Linked DNA regions of Anas platyrhynchos: region 2 is linked to region 1. A link is a contact called in public Hi-C data. All regions are on one chromosome and are shown on one strand. The core of a region is the stretch at or near the end of the contact, and the rest is flanking DNA. Distances in the headings are between cores, read along the strand shown.

Region 1 (5,536 bases), core at 1,403-3,902:
AAAACAGAAAAACAGGTTTGAAATGTCTTCTAATAAGTATATTAACATAATTAATATTAAAAGCAGTTGAAAACTCGTTTATGCATTAACACAGGTTTACCACATTGCTGCTGTCATTATTTGCATGATTTTCAATTACAGATAAACATTTCATTTAAAGAATACAACTTGAATATGTAGCAGACCATTCTCATTCCCCTCTGTTCTGATTTTGCTTTCAGCTGCCTCTTGAAGCTAGTCTGACCTTCCAAAATTCTCTGCAATTTTTTTGACAAATGCCTTCTTATTTTATGAATTTTCAAGGTTACTGTGTCACATGTGGACAGCTCTTACTGTCTCTTAGTTCTGAGAGAAACAGATTGCTTTTTGCAATGCCCCTTACTCAGCACATGGGTAGTAACAGATCGTATTCCATTGTAGTCCCTTAGATATTTTACTTAGAGTGTGCAGGTTTTTTTTTTTTTTTTGAGTACAGATAGTATTCTCAGCAAAAAATACATGGAAGAAGATGCAACCTCAGCCTTGAAGAGAGTTTATCTATATACATTAGACTCAGTAGCATTCAATGAAATTGTTTTCAGTATGGTAATGCACACCTTACAAGTCTCCATTTCAGGGTTAAATGCTTTAACAGAATTACTGGAGATTGAGAAACTGAAAATCAATTCAAGAGTGGTGATGCTACATGAGAGAAATAGCTTTTGGTTACAACTTAGTTCTTCTGCTGTTCTTACAACAGGTGATTAGAACAGCAATGGTTTTTGCTTTAGGTTACTCTTCAAATCCATGAGGTTGGCTTTTAAGTTACAATCCAAACTTTGTGTGAGTGAAAGAGTGTATTTTGTTTATTTCCTTTCAACTAAAGAGAACAGTTATCTTCAAAGTCTGGTTGAAGGACTGTTTAATCTGTAACTGGACAGATACTGCCTTTACTTATTGAACTGTGGTAGTCCTTATGCAAACAGAGGGACATTTCACACAGGCAAAGGATTTCATATTTTAAAACCTTCTCCTTTCAAATTTTAATTTAACTGGAACAGAAGACCTCCTTGCCAGCTTGCTTGCTTCGGTGAAGTACTTCATACTTGCCTGCTTGGTAAGGGAAAGAATGGGAGAATTTGTATGGCAGTCACTTGCAGGAGATGGCCTTGCTGCATGAAGCCACAGGCAGCGCAGTAAATGTGGAAGCAGAAAAATAAGCCAAGAGGACTCCAGAGGAAATGCAGTGCTGTGGCATCCCGTGAAACACATTGAGAGACACTGGCCAAGGATCCTCTGCAGACCTGGAATTCAGTCTCCTTATATTGCAGGCTAGTGTTTCACATAACACCATTCATATCAAGCTCCATCCTGAAATATTACTCAAATCTGGAAGGGTTTTCCTTCAATTTTTAATTAAATTTTCTTTACTATTTAAGTTAATTTAAATGCCATAAAATCATTTAATTTTTCAGTGTAGATGTAGTCTTGGCTGTATGTGCATGATCCATTTTTCTTATGACGGTTAGTCCAGAGCCCAAATGAAAGGCTGTGAGGTGTGCAGACCAGGGTGAAAGCAGGTTAAAATTTGCAGAAATATTATGGCAATTGTGATTGTTAAAATTATTTGACGAAGTAGTGTACTGCTGGAAATGGGAAACTCCTTCACAAAGTCATGGGTGCGAGCACTCCAACATTTTTATGGAGGATGTTGAACCTAGATCTTCTTCTTGATACTTGGTTTGGTGGAGGACTTGTTAGTGTTAGGTAAGAGATTAGGTGATCTTGGAGGTCTCTTCCAACCTAGATGATTCTGTGAATCTGTGACTCATTTTTAGTAGATTATATTCGAAGCCAGAGCATGCTGTTTGTGAAGTTGATGCATCTTTGAAAATGTCCATCTGCCATTTCTCGTTTCTTAATAGTACATGTCACAGTGCTGTTGCATGAAACAACTTAATCAGCCAAATGGCCAATTCCAGACTGAGTATGACAATAAATTGAACTGTAAATATGCTGCATTTCAGTATTTAATCATAATAAAACAGCAGACTCGTTTTCAATGAGGAAAACAAGCGTGTTGTCCCTTAAGTAAAAAGACAGAAAATAAGAGGTGAAAACTGATTCTTAAATTGGCAGTGTGTGCCAATTTAACTTAATTGAATCTTTCTAATTAATTTGGTAGCGCTGGTTTGGTGGTTGTTTCGTGTTGTTTTTGAAGAAAAGAGCAGGAACCGCGAGCTCTGCTCCTGGCTGGCTGCGGGCCTGTCGCCGCTGACAAGGCCGCGCATGTGCTTTGAGCGCAGGAGCTCGGCTGCCGTTGTGTGAGGCAGAAATCAACCCCTTGGATGCTGCTTTCCGAGGTCCCCAGAAGTCTGAAGTCAGAACATTTACTTTATTTCTGACAGAATCGCTAAGTGTCCTACGGCATTACATAACCTGCCAGCATTGGCACTTTGAAGTCGCTGGGCGACCTGCGGTCGGTGGTTGATTCCCAGCTGCTGCAGCTTGGCCACGGACACAAGATGAGGACATCCCCCATCTCCACTGCTCAAATTTCAGCTTTATTATTTTTTTTCCCCTCTTTCTCGCCAGAAGAAGAAGGGGGGTCAAGGCAAAACTTCTCCAAGAGTGCCTGTCTCAGTGCAGAGCGCGGTCCTGCAGGGGGAGCCCAGCGCCGCGGGCTGGCCGTGGCCCCGGCTCAGCAGGAGGACGAGGAGGAGAAGGAGGCCAAAAGAGAAGGCTGGGCTGGCTTCCAGCACCAGCAGGGACTGCAGGGGGAAACAGGCTGGAAATGCCTTTCATTGCAAACTTAAAAACAAACAAACCAACCAACCCTCCCCCCCAAACAAAAACAAAAACAAAAAAAACCCCTGACATTAAGAGATGAAGCATAAAACCAAAGCTGATGTCAAACTGTTGAAGGACTGGACTGTGTCCTTTTGGAGGCTGGGGAGGTACAGCGGAAACACAAACAAAACCTCCCTATTCTCATAAATATGATGCAGGATGTTTCCAAGTGCTCAGTGCCAGGCAGTGGTGTTTTGAGTGAATAATATGAGGCTAAGTTTCAGTCTAATGGTTTGTTGGTGGTACTTTTGTTGTTGTTTCTTTTATTTTTGTTTGTTTGTTTTTTGGTAATGTCAAGGGGGCTGTTTGTTTGCCTAGAATATCAATTTTCTTTTACCATAAAGCAAATAGTACGAACTAATGTTATGCTTCTTTGTTGTAAGCTGCCTTTACAAATCACTCCTTGAAGAACAAGGGGGAGTCCAGGTAAACAGAGAAGAGAAAATATTTAATGTTGCAGGGTAAATGTAGTGAAAAAGCCTAAAAGCTATTGAGGAGAAGGTAATACCATGTATAATCAAATCTTACATTTGCTTTTCTAATATTTAATCCCTTTTACTTTTTGAAAAAAAGAGGCCAGGATGTATGCCCATTAGTTTACTTGTTAGGTCTGTTTGTTTTGTTGTTCAGAGCGAAGCTTCTTGCTGGGTGGATGGAGTCCTTCCTGTGAGCCTTTCTATGAATGCCCAAGTTCCCGTGGCTCTATCAGCTGCATCTCCCCATCCTGGGGCTTGGCTTTCCTCACTGAAGTACTTCTGGATGGAGCAATATAGATCCACCCAAGCATGCACCCCACGCTGCACCTCTCCCAGTTTTTTTTCCCCAGGGACTGCCCAACCCCTGCTCCAAACCCTTTCCAGAGGGCTACTCCCACCCTCTTTAATTTCAATTCAGCCCTCAGCAACAGTGAATAAGCAAAATGTGAAGTTTCTAGTAGGATCATTACTTGCTAATAGGGTGCAGCCTTCAAGGCATGCCGGCCTCTTACAAACACCAAAGATAATCTTTTCCCTGGAAGAGAATATGACACAATATTCTGTATATACTCTGTATATCTGTCAAAATACTGCTCCTTTCTGAGACTGATCTTTTCAAAGGCACTGCTCATGTAGGGCGTGGAAACTGATAATTTCTGAACAGAGAGAGCTTTGGCTTCGACAAAATCTGGAGCCCAGCTACTTGGGCTTCCAGTCCTTTCCTGTAGGCACCCCACTATAATTTGACTATGAAACTTACCCTATTAAACTTAACTTATGGAAAGCTTTCATGGCAAGCAAGGGAAAGGATTCCCAACCTACAGATGATGTTTCGGTGGTACTAGTTGTGGATATTGAGTACCTAAAAAAATAATAATAATAATAATTATCATAGATACATAAATAGGAGAATGGGTGTTATACAGTGAAGAACGGATTGAGCAATAGGTCTTTCATACATTGTGGGTTTTGATTTTATTTCTTAAAATTTTCTGTCCTATTGTGGGCTCTTCTGGAAAAAATTTTGTGTCCTTGGCTTTCTTGCTTTCTTCACTAGAAAGGCACTCCCTTCTGATCTAAGGGCAAGAATAGAGAAAGCTTTGTTGAAGGAGTGGAGTTACAATTTTTAATGATGAAAACAGCCAAAAAGAATCCTGCTTTACAGCCAGCATCTCGGCAACATCTTCAATCCATGCCTCTGAGGATAAGCTTGCTTCTGTTGTCAGGGGGTAAAATGGCTTCATTCAGTGCCATTCGATTGCTGACAACACTGCATGCCTGTGTGTTGTAGGTGTACGTATGCTGAGGTGGTGGGAGGAGGATTACTCTGACCCAGGACAATGTAGTAACTTCAGAAAAGCCTGGAAGACTTGTTTGGATCTGAATTGTTCAAGAATTGTCTGTTTATCCTGGAGGCCTAGACTATACAAAACCAGTAATTTATACTGTCTGAAGATGAATTCACAGCCTGGCTGTGTATTCAGTCAGTCCTTGATTTAAACGAAAAAATTGGAGTTTGTGCATGACTCTCTCTTTTCCCCCTTTCTGAGCTTTATTATACTTGATTTGTTTATCTCAAAAGAAATACTTTGTACAAATATCTGCTTCCAGTTGCTCGGGGCAAGAATTCGAAGAGACACATGACCTGCCACGACAATGCAAGAGTAAGTTTAGAAAAACTTCACTGTTCTTAACTCAGGATGTAGGTGGCATCTGTGAACTAAAGATACATTTTTTTTTTTTCCATAGCGAACATAACTTTCGTGCCCAAACCAGTGCTGTTAATAGAAGCTGTTGTAGAGTTTATGTGTAATAAAAGGAACGGGGGTAAGCTCAAACAATAAAGGCTACAAGTATGACTCTTGAAGATGTTTGTATTCGGTGCCTTCTCTAGTGTATACGTGGAAAAAGTGACATAGCATTGACATAGTGGCTTTTGTGCAATCTCTCAAGTATGTTACTGTATTAAAAGCATTTTATTCTACTTTTTGATACAAACAAGTTAACGTTCTCTCACACATATGGCTCCTGCTGGTAACATTCAGTGTTGCAATAACACCAAAGAGCCTTCAACAAAGATGAGAACCCTGCTGTGCTAAAACAGGGGCAAGTCAGCCCATTTTACAATCTGAAAATCATAAGAAAAAAAAAAAAGCAAGATGGAAGCACAGAACAGTAGCTATTGCTGTCCTCAATTTACAGATAGACAACTAAGGCACAGAATGAAATAT
Region 2 (5,536 bases), core at 1,320-3,819, 140 kb after region 1:
GTAAAGTAAATTCACACTTAAAAAAAAAAAAAAGAAAGAAAAAAACTTTTTTTTCTTTCTTTTAAGCAGAAAAACAGACCCTTGAAGTTCTGAGATTTAATACTTGGAACCACAGCTCTTGACTCATAAAGTGAAAAACAAAATTAAAAAAACAAAACAAAACAAAACAAAAAAACACCTTCCTGACTTTTTTGGAGGTATTCAGGCTGAAGTTGGCTCTGAGGAAGACACCTACCATGAACAAAAAGTTACAGCCTGTGCTTTGAGAGCAGGAAATGTGAGAGGACACAAAGGGAAAATGCCCCAGCCCTTTTACATTCAAAATGTCTAAGCAGTCTGCCCAAACAAGGATAGATCCAGGCCGAGAGCCAGTTTGGGCTGAGTGACAGATTCGTGCTCCTCACATGCACGGTCTTGGCTGGAGCAATTCCCTTCTTACCGTCTTCTGCGTGTAAAACAGAGACGGCACACAGCGACAGCAAGGTGAAGGTACGTGATGTGGCTAAAATACCAACAGGATGAGCGCTGTAATGGGTGTGCCTTTTCTAATGAATTCAGCAAACCTGTGCTGATGCAGTGCCATGCAGTTTCCAGGTCAGGAAGTCTGGCTGTTGAGGCACCAGCAGCGGCTCAGCCGTGCTGTGCTTGCTCAGCACTGGATGGCAACAGCTCTCCACCTTCGCCTGCCACCGGCGGGGACGCTCTGGGCTCCCTCCTGCAAGGACATCGTGCGTCCCGATGGCAGCGAGGGGAGCAGGACCCCAGAGCAGAGGTGGAGCAGGGAGCTCTTGCTGTGTGGTGTGAACTTCGTGGTGTGGATGATTACGAGTTTGCGCCACACTTGGTTAAGGCTGCATCAACAGGAGAATTGGCTCCTGTGCCGCGCTGATGCTTCAGGACGTGGTTTCTCTTGCTCATGCACCAATATGCCAAGCAGTGGATGTTAGCATCACAGTGCTAAAACCTTGTTCTTTGCTCTTCTGAGCAGGCTCAGGAGGCACATTGCCGTTTCTTTACATTATTTCATCTCCCAGGTCTGATTTCAAAGACCCGTGGCCGGCTCTTTGCCACAGCAAGTTCGCACGTGTCGTCCTCCAGAGCTGCTGTGCTCAGGCAAGGCAGGCAGGAGCGGGGGCGGGCACGCATCGTAACATTTCTGACCTATATAAGCAGGTGTTGGGTGAAGTCTGGCGTACAGGGAGGACGAGACGCTGTGTGCAGGTGGCCCGAGCGTGCTTCAGATCCCGGACACGTCCCAGCTCCGCGCACACCACGTGTACACCGTGCTCACGAACCACCACGCAGCCTCCCCCCGTCGCCTGTCTGGGACTTGTGAATGGCCCGGAGCCTGCTCGGAGCTATTATGCAGATGAGGATGCCGGGCGTCCTGCAATCCCGGACAAATCCCCTTAGTGCTTTTGGTAAATCTGCCACTGGGATTTGCTGTTGTGACAGCACGGCCTAAGCGTGGTAAAAATAGCCTGTCTCCCGGCGGGTGAAGCTGCCCCTCGCTCCCCAGCAGAGGGGTGAGCAGCCAAGGCTGCCTGCAGGTGGTTGCACGAACGCGCGGCGCGGGTCTTGGTGGCAGGGCGTCGCACGTGAAAACCGTGCTTTGGATTTTAACCAAAAAAACAACGATTTTGTCAAATGTGAAGCATTAGCCCTTTTGCAGCCCCCGTCGGGTCACGGGTGGATCAAGTACGGGTCAACGTGCTTCCTAAAGCTTTGGCACACGTGTGGATGCACGATCTAACACACCACAGGAGACTGCATTTATTCCATCACCCTGAAAACAGGTATTTTGCTCCACAAGGAAAGCCCTACAGGAGGTTGTGTCCCGCCCAAACGGGGTGTAACAGTACCCCGCTAGCGGGCTTACACCGAGAGGCTGCTGGTGAATCACTGCAGTGTCAGATGTACGGCCGTACCGAGTGGGAGCATGCGATGAAGTAGTTTGGAAGGCAGCCTGCCGTCCAAAAATACCAGCCAACCGCCTGTAAGATGCATTAGCTGTCAGCTCCCAGTGTGTCTGATGAGATTTCAAGCAAATTTGGCTTTTTTGCTGTTGCAGACAGAAAAACACCAGTGCAGCTGTTTGGGGCCTGCCTCTTTCTCACTGGCAAAGGGCACCTGCCTGTGCGCTGCTGGACAGCCGCGGACAACGCACCTTTGTGATGCAGGAGCTTCCATGTCCTCGTCAGAAGTGGCCCAGCAGCCCAAATTTTACAGGGCAGCGGCGTCCAGACAGCGTGCGGTGGCTGGACTCGACGACGTTGTGCTCGGTGGTGGTGCTGCACGGGTGCAGAGAGGGGCAGGGTGCAGGCACCGAGGTGCGAGATGCCACTGCCTCTTCCAAAAACGGGCCACTCTCGTGGCCCTGGGTGGGACTGGCTTCATGTTGTGTGAAGGAGATGTGGATTCCAGCTTCCTCTCACGTTGCTAGGGTGCTGTCCATCAAGTGATGTTAGGAAATCATTTTTTTTTTAGAAGCTACACCACTTTTGACATGCTGCTTTAATATTTTTCTGGCTGCAATAGGGCAAGACACAGAAATCCAATGCTGTCATCACACAGAGCTGTGAAGCATTCTCTCTCTCTCTCTTTTTTTTTTGCTTTCTCTCTCTTGTACTGTGTCATATGGAAACCAGATCAAGATTATGAAATTATTGCCCACAAACTGTGATCTTTTTTCTCTTTTGTGGTGGGAACTGACAAGGCAGTGACGGCTTAGTGCTGTTGGTACTAGCTGTTCACGCTGCACGCATTTGTATGTATTGGGAAGCGCCGAACTTGGCGTGCTCCTCGCTTGGCACGCAGGCTGGTGAAACGTCAGATTTTTAATCGCGATAAAGTTCACGAAAGAAGAAATTATGGCAGATGTTTCCTTTTGTCGGAGCTGAACTGAATCATTAAAATGTGCTATGATGTACTACGAACGAGTCAGTGTAAACACCATCCCCGCGAACATGTCAGAAGGCTGAGGAACGTGGACCATTCATGGTAATGTTGGAAACCATGTGGTCTGCATGCTGCGTTACCAGGCTTTTCTCTCTAAACGCAGAGCATGAAGCTTATGAATTTTTATGGCCTTTACACAAAATGAAACGCTCGGCTTTGGTAAAAATAGCCTGGTAGCTTCTGCAGCCCAGTTGTCATTTCGCTGGGTGTTTACCCAAAGGTGTGCTTCTCAGAGGCAGCAGGGAGGGACGCGATTCGCACTGGGCGTGGAGCTCACTCTCCTAATTCCCTCTTTTCTCTGAGATGCTATGTTGGGAAGCGCTGCTGTTTGCTGAGGAATGTGATGGCACATCAAAAGACACAACCGAGAGCAGCGATCACACGCGGATACTTCCCAATATCCTTCCACTTCACATTTTTGGCTGATGCCAAGTGGTTATGGCAAACCTGCAGGAAGCATCCCGAGACCGCGGGATTCTCTGTGGACTTTCTCTGCGTCTCCGGCCTCACATCTCCGATGTGAGGATTACGGTCTGCACTCGCTCAGGCCATTAGTCAGAAGAGAAGTGCACGATGAGGAGCTTCCTGACGCTTCCCTGTGAGCTGAATAGATGATACCCGCAGTTGTTCTCACTTTTGCTGGCCTGAGGAGACTTGACTGGATCTGCTTCTTATTCCAAGTGCTGCCAGTTCTCCAGACCGTACTGCAAACTGGGTGGCTTCTTGAAAGCTTCCGCTGCTGGAATTGTTCACAAATATCTCCATGTTGACTCAGAGGTCAAAGAAATGCTGTAAAGATAGGATCTAAGGCTATCCTAGTTGTGAGGGGACTTGACTAACAGTTTTGGGGTGCTGGGGGCTGGGAATAAGACACTCGGTTATATCATAAAATAGGTTATAAGCCATAGCAAATCCCAATCGTTGTGCACACTGAAAATCTCAGTCCCCATCCTTTTTTGGGGTGCACTGCAGATGAGGTGAATGCGTTGTGCGGACCAATTTAAACACTCTTAAACTGTGACCCCTTCTCCAGATCAATTATATTGATTTACCAGGGAGAAGCGTGTGTGTGTGCGTGGACATAAATGATCTGTATACAAACAATATATTCTCATCTAAGCCAGAAGCAATGCACTTAGTAAAACAGTCAAACAGGTCTCAGTGATAACAGTTGTTAATGGCAAAGCATCTCTGGTTGTTGCGCCATGGAAATCGGTGGATATGCGGTATGCCTTTTTTAATTTGCCTAAGTTTTTACACCTCTCTTGCACCATAGGACCTTAATCCATCATGAAACCTCGTTAGAAGCCGCGCCGCTGTATCCCGAGGCAGATGCGAAATCTGTGTGAGTCACCGATTTGCGATCACGCTGAAGGAAACTGAGTCTACAATTCTTAGGAAAGAAGCTGCCCGTTTGGGATTCATTTGCGCAGCTCCTTTTGTATAAATCATTAGTGCTATAAACTATCCATTATTGTTAGAAGAAGAAATTTAACAATGCAAATAAAACAAAATACTGTGGCAGAGCAATTTTATGCTCGATTGTAATGTTTAATGGCCTGTTCTCATAAAGAGATTTTCCCATCCTTCAGACCTATCATGTGTGTGACTCACTTGATTTCCGATGGGCTGAACATCCCCAATTTTATTCCTGGAGTTGTTTTCTCTGCAGCAAAATCTGTAAACGTGCTGCCGCATGGGGTTATCCAGGGTTAATTTCCCTTATGATTACACATCCAGACAGCATGTATGCAAATGCTGCAAGACAAACGATGAAAAAACCATAGGATGAAAGTGTAAGAAGAAAATTCCTTGATTTTTGCTCATAGACCCATTTTTCAATATCAATGTATTTCCCTTATTCACTCTTAAATGTTTATACCAGCTTGTATCGGCATTGTGGGCTTTAAAAAACATTTTCTGGCATCACAGACCTCAAATAGTGCATTACGTTGCTTCTTTTTCTCCCCCAAATTTCTTTGGATACCACTTTTCCGGGTTCCCATCTTCATTTTTGCTTTCAGGCGCTAGACTGCAACATCAGTGAGGCATAGTTTCGTATCTCTAAACCAGCTGATTATATTAATGTCAGAAATAAAATAGAGCTCATCATATTCAGGTTGTATTTTCTGTACTTTATTGTTATCCTGGTTCAGTTCTCCCTTCTTGTCTTGGTTCTGTCTTGCCCTTCTTTTTGTGTTGTGTTTGTTTTTTTTTAAACCCAAAGTTTCTGGGTTTTCTTGTGATCTGAAAGGGTTTCTGCACCATACGGCTTCTTGAAGTCTGTCCCTACACCGTAAGAAAGCACAGAAATATCTTGTTAGCCTGTTAATCTGAAGCCAAGTGCCCATTGTTTTCTTTTCCTGGCTGGCAGGGAGTTTGTTGGCAATCGAGATTCATGAACTGAATAATCCACCTGGCAGGAGACTCTCTGTAACCCCGAAAAGCATGCTTTCCTGCAAGAATGAACGCTCCTTTTCTGTGTGTAAAATACTGCTAATAGCTTATTTAGCAACCTATATTTCTACAACAGGGCTTTCAGTTTTGTGCTGGAGGTGGATTCTTGCATATGCATGGA

What was found. A called contact is a pair of places that touch in the nucleus more often than the background predicts.
Region 2: a contact with region 1 is called in a Hi-C map of skeletal muscle, with 1.9 times the contacts expected there. The contact joins two enhancer-like sites. A contact is called at or near these places in 2 of 8 Hi-C or Micro-C datasets (skeletal muscle and subcutaneous adipose tissue).

Annotation. Positions count from the first base shown.
Region 1 is chr2:55,493,124-55,498,659 of IASCAAS_PekinDuck_T2T, forward strand. The region is part of intron 3 of LDLRAD4 (low density lipoprotein receptor class A domain containing 4); the gene reads left to right. Among named protein-coding and RNA genes, the nearest start is that of LDLRAD4, 110 kb to the left of the region's middle. Within about 2 kb of position 2,653, at least 1 of the 8 cell types and tissues checked has an H3K27ac peak or open chromatin away from gene starts, as enhancers often do. A contact at or near this core is called in subcutaneous adipose tissue, where this site is marked.
Region 2 is chr2:55,634,737-55,640,272 of IASCAAS_PekinDuck_T2T, forward strand. All of the region lies in intron 4 of LDLRAD4 (low density lipoprotein receptor class A domain containing 4), which reads left to right. Among named protein-coding and RNA genes, the nearest start is that of RNMT, 56 kb to the right of the region's middle. Within about 2 kb of position 2,570, at least 3 of the 8 cell types and tissues checked have an H3K27ac peak or open chromatin away from gene starts, as enhancers often do. A contact at or near this core is called in subcutaneous adipose tissue, where this site is marked.